Regions from separate parts of the Sus scrofa genome. Here region 1 is linked to region 2. Evidence: chromatin contacts called from public HiChIP or PLAC-seq data. All regions are on one chromosome and are shown on one strand. The core of a region is the stretch at or near the end of the contact, and the rest is flanking DNA. Distances in the headings are between cores, read along the strand shown. Region 1 holds the start of PQBP1 (polyglutamine binding protein 1). Region 2 holds the start of RBM3 (RNA binding motif (RNP1, RRM) protein 3).

Region 1 (2,700 bases), core at 2-2,501, 270 kb before region 2:
TGTCTATTTCAGCAATAACATAGTGCCTGTCACACAATAGGTCCAAAATAGATCATCAGCTATAATCATTAGTGTTGTTAGTAAGAAACGTACCACGGGCACAAGGCCCGGTATTCAGTAAGCTTAAAATAAATATCAATGACCATTATCCGTATTATTAACCAAAGATCTATGCTTGGCACACAACAAACCTGTAATAGATGTCACCTGTCAATAAAGTGAAAATGAGTTTTCCAGTACACGGCCACACCTTAGCCCAAAATAGATGCCAACTTTTACTGTAATGACAGTAAGGTATAAATACTGGCAACGGCAGCACAGCAGGCCAAAATGACAGATCCTATCATTATCCTTGTTTTGTTTTTTGTTTTTTTGCCTTTTCTTGGGCCGCTCCCGCGGCATATGGAAGTTCCCAGGCTAAGGGTCCAATCGGAGCTGAGCTGCCAGCCTACGCCAGAGCCACAGCAACGCCAGATCCGAGCCGCGTCTGCGACCTACACCACAGCTCACGGCAACGCTGGATCCTTAATCCACTGAGCAAGGCCAGGGATCGAACCCGCAACCTCATGGTTCCTAGTCGGACTCGTTAACCACTGCGCCACGACAGGAACTCCCCTACCATTATTTTACATACTGTAAACCATAATGCATATGCCAGCCACTTAAGCAGACCCGAAATACATGTCAGTTATTGAACTGGTGAACAAGTCGGTATATATCGCCTGAACAGTACCTGGCTCTACAGTAGATCTGAAAAAAATGTTACCTACTAGTATGGTAAAGAACAAAATATCAGCCTCCTCCCACTGTATTTGGTCCAAAAGAGGCTGTAATAGATGTCAGTTTACTATTAATATCCTTAGATACTCTTCCAGGGATCGATTGGATTAAATCTGGCGTATGAAGATCCAAGATAAGCATCAGCTGTCAGTATTAGGTACGACTAAAGCTGAAATGTCTATTCCCTGCCCCACCCCCACCGTAGGCGTCCGCGCGCACGCGGTAGGAATCGGCGTCAGGAATACGTATTGTTTACAACAAAATGTCTGCCAGCCCACTGCTTGGTATATAGTAGGCCCATACTAGGGATCGAGTGGCAATATCAACAACAAAGTGCCTGTCAAGCCTGGCACATGGTAGGCCCATCTGCTCTTAGCTCTCTCACCGGGCTCGAGATGTTTGAGGATGCCTCTCTTGGCCAAGCGGGTCTGCAACGCAACGGGCAGCGGCATAGCGGGTAGCAGACAGACCTAGGGAAGGACAGACGAGAAAGCAGTTCAGATAAGGATTTGAATCTGGAGCTCGTAAGCAAGCGCCTCTCCCCAACATGCACTCATCTAGACTCCCACCTACCCACCTGCACCAGGAGCTGGGCAACAGAACCTACCCGCTAAAAGGTGGAAGGGATAAACGGCAGTATCACCGAAATTCTCGCCAACTCTCCTCTCCAGGCGGGGTGCTCCGGGACAGGACTCCTCTCCCAGGCCTCCTCTCCCAGGCCTAGGCTCCACCCATCGCCGAAGGGGCCAAGCGCCGCTCCCCCGCGCCCCAGAAATGGGCTCACCCAACGTCCCCCAAAGACTGCCGGGTGGAAGGAACCAAGGAGCAGGGGTGGGGGGAGCAGGGTTTCCTCTAGCTCCAAAAAATGCGCCCACCCCGACATTACCAATACAGTCACGCGGGTTGCGGAAGGCTGTCAGACTGTCGGCCTCTCTCTCGACGCCTTTATGATCGCCAGGACCACGACTCTTTTTCTCCTGAGGGAAAGAATGAGGCCCTCTCTCCCTGAGCCAGAGGTAACTGGGCGACGCTCGGGCTGCAGAGAACAGATGACGGAAACCTAACTGGCCAATGAGAGTGCGCCTTGGCCTGACGTCTGGCGAAAGGACCCAATCATTACCTTGGAATAGGTGGAAAGCTCGGGCGCCTGTGTGCGTTTACAGTGGGGGTGTGGCCCGGCCGGGATTTAGCCAGACTGCGCGGCCGGACGCCGGCGCCATGGAGGAGTACGCTCGGGAGCCTTGGTACGGCGAGGGGCACAGGCCTCGGGACTCTTGCTGCGGCGCCACGGCCAGCGGTGGGAGGCGGGCGGGGGAGGCGCTGGCTACACAGCGCCACGTCCCAGACTCGGGAGACTTTTAAACGTTTGTTGTCTCCTTCCGCTCCCGTCCACTTGTTTCCTTACTTGGGCTCCGTTAAGAGGGGCCACAACTGTGTGCTTGAAGGAGCTGGTGCGGTGCAGGACGAACCACTCCACGTTTCCCTTGACTCTTGTCCCCGGTCCCTCTTGTTAACGGAAAGAGACACGTTGGTCGAATCCATTCCAGCCGGGGGGTGGTGTGTTGCTAGGCGGAAATCCCCAGGGTTACCGCGCGTGGTTTTTCCCAGGTCCCTTTGGTGAATGGAGGCGGGGCTTGGGTGAGCCCACTGTGGGCAAGGAGGGGGTGTCGGATCGTCCCCACGGTCTGCAGCTAGGTTTTTCCTCCCTCGTGCAAGGTGAAGAAAGGGAAGAGCGTGGCTGGACGAGCTCATTGTCGGAGGAGGGGGTGCGACCCCCGTTGTACTTTACAGTGCCAGCTTGTTAACACTTCCGTAGCGCTTATTTAAACGTGCCCACTCTTTGCTTGCAATCAAGTCATTTAATCTTTGCTAGCAGTAAACCAGTTGGCTGTGAAGGAGAGGGGCGGACAAGGGCAACGA
Region 2 (2,713 bases), core at 104-2,603:
GCCCGGCTCTGTCTGCCGCTGCCCTCCACCCCCTAGAACAGAAGGCAGTCACGCTCCTGTGAGTGGGCACTGCGGGGCTTGGTGGCCGCGCTGCCCCTGGCAGACAGAGGGAAAAAAACAGAAAGAATGGTGGAAGTGACAGATGGGGGCAGGGCCCCTATGCAGGTAGGAGGCCTCACCTCTCCATTCATGGCTCTCATTGCATTTGAAGCATGTTCTGGATTGGTGAAGGTAATGAAGCCAAAACCCCGGGATCGCTGAGTCTCCCGGTCCTTGACAACGACCACTGGGAAAAGGGAGAGGAGAGAGAGGTGAGGAAAAAAAGCGGCAAAGGGTGTCAGGTAAAGAATGGACCTCCCTTCCACCAACCCTCAATTGAGTTCTCAGCCTTGGGCCTAGGAACAAAGGAAGGAAAAGGGTAATGTAAAGGCTTGGAGTCCTGACCCTCCTCTCCATGTTCTTTGAAACGCATGGGGCCCAGATGTTCTCCCACAACTCCCCCCATCACACCTCTGGCCCATGTCTCACCCTCAGAAATAGGTCCGAAACTGCTGAAGTGGTCTTCCAGAGCCTGCTCATCTGTGTTGAAGTTGAGCCCTCCCACGAAGAGCTTCCCTTCTTCAGAAGACATGTCAATAAATTGAGTCCTTCGGGGAGGATATGGACAGTGGAGATGAAAGAAAAGGTCGGAGTTTTGAGAAGAGACGAGAGAATGGAGAATAGACAAAAATAACTAAATAAGGAGACCCCCCACCCAAAAAAAGTAAAGAAGCCAAAAAGGCGGGAATCTGCCGGGCTGGCTCAGCGAGATAGCCGTTTTGGGGGACCACTTTCGCGCATGCTCACAAAATCCCCTGCCAACACGCCCGTCATTTTGTGCGGCCGCGCATGCCCAGAACACCCTTGCACGCTCCCTCCTCACCAGCAGAAGATGGTGGAAGTCACGTGACGAAAAAAACCGCACTCCCCCACCCCCGACACACATCCCCACCTCCCTTCCGCAGGTCTCTGCCGTCGCGTGGTCACTGCCGCTACCCAAGCCGCCAGTCCCTCCCGGCATTCCTCGCACTCGGAGATAGCGCGCCAGCCTCGCACCAACCCCAAAAATGTCACCTCCGAGCATGGGACCCGCCTGCCCCGGAAAAGCGCAAGTCTACGTGTCAGAAACCTCTACTCTCCCACTCGCTCTCGCCCAACGCGGCGCACGTTAGTGAATCGAGGAGCGGCCCCTCTGCCAGACCAACGCTGCTTACCTGGAAATTAGAAAAAAAGGCAGAAGACACGGCTACAGCTAAGAAGCCGACAGACTGGGAAGAATGTCGCGCGGGAAGACGCTTGATAAGCGTACGTAGCGTATACGTCACGGAACGTCTGCCGCGCGTGCCGGCGTGAGTGCTCATTGGATGAGGCCATTGAGTCTCATCCAATGGGGTGGGAGGAAGTGACGGCAAAGCCTAGGGAGCAAAGCGTTGAGCCCGCCTCAGGGAATGGAGGCGGTTTTTGGGTAGTTGGTGCACGGTGATGTCAGCATCCCTCCACTGGCCACAGCTTTCTTCATCCTGTTTGTGCACAAACCTTTCCGCTCTCACACTCCTTTCCATTCCGGACATCACTCCAATCTTGACGTCATTTCCCCCATTGGTTCTGATGTCTTCCTTTAGGTCCGCCGATAACTTCTTTCACCTTCTAGTCCTCTAACTTCATATCCCCAGTGCTTTATCCCCGCACAGTCCCTGAGTCATCAGCCTTCACAGCCCTTAACATCAGACCCTTTGTTTCTCAGTGCCTGACTCTGACTCCTACATTTTCTTCTCTGTGCCCGACATCTAGCCACCTGGTATGGGACTCCTTTCCCTGGCATTATTCTTGCTCATTTATAACTTCAGCGCTCATTCTTATCTGGCACCCTCCTGAAGCCAGTTTCTCGAATTCCCCCACCAGTAGACTGCCCGAGGGGCCTTCTAAAAACAGGATGCCCCAGGATTTCCCATCATGACTCAGTGGTTAACGAATCCGACTAGGAACCATGAAGTTGTGGGTTCGATTCCCAGCCTCGCCCAGCGGGTTAAGGATCCGGCGTTGCCGTGAGCTGTGGTTGTAGGTCACAGACGCGGCTTGGATCCCGCGTTGCTGTGGCTGTGGTGTAGGCCGGCAGCTACAGCTCCGATTAGACCCCTAGCCTGGGAACCTCCATATGCCTCAGGAGCGGCCCTAGAAAAGGCAAAAAGACAAAGAAATTTAAAAAGTAAATAAATAAAAACAGGATGCCCCAAACTTCAATCCAAGAGAACGATTTTTGCTGTCACAGGGTTGCTGAACCCTTGATGCACAGAAAGGACTTTAAGAATACATAATGCTCTCATCCCAAACAAGAAGTGTTTGAACCCACTGCCCACAATTTGGTCTTTTTCAGCCTTCTGAGTGTCTGAGCTACCTTTACAATGAATAGATTTGACAGACTTTTCATTTCCGAGGAACCCATCAAGGAAGAATGGGTTAGTTTGTCCTTGGAAACTCTAAGTGTGTTAACTCATGGGGTGGACTTGTCCAGCCTGCTAAGAGTCAGGACCCCAAACACAGACTAGATTTGTTAACTTTTGGAGTACTGTATGGTGTACATCCACAAAATGGACTTGTCTGGCTTTTGCCATATCCAGACCCCCTAAGCCCAGGATGGATGTGAATAGATTTTACATTGTCCACATATGTACTG

Evidence for each region. HiChIP or PLAC-seq counts read pairs in DNA pulled down with a chosen protein or histone mark.
Region 1: an H3K27ac HiChIP or PLAC-seq map of alveolar macrophages shows a contact between it and region 2. The contact joins the promoter of PQBP1 here to the promoter of RBM3 in region 2. A contact is called at or near these places in 2 of 5 promoter capture datasets (fetal skeletal muscle and liver) and 1 of 2 datasets of contacts at active chromatin or transcription factors (alveolar macrophages).

What each region holds. Positions count from the first base shown.
Region 1 is chrX:42,975,197-42,977,896 of Sscrofa11.1, reverse strand. PQBP1 (polyglutamine binding protein 1) reads right to left here and starts at 1,251. Exons shown (of 6, transcript NM_001246668.1): 1 at 1,166-1,251. The coding sequence starts at 1,232. It overlaps TIMM17B (mitochondrial import inner membrane translocase subunit Tim17-B), which reads left to right and starts at 1,610. Exons shown (of 6, transcript XM_003360308.4): 1 at 1,610-2,024. The coding sequence starts at 1,852.
Region 2 is chrX:42,702,689-42,705,401 of Sscrofa11.1, reverse strand. It overlaps RBM3 (RNA binding motif (RNP1, RRM) protein 3), which reads right to left and starts at 1,353. Exons shown (of 7, transcript NM_001243419.1): 1 at 1,254-1,353; 2 at 529-647; 3 at 180-286. The coding sequence starts at 631.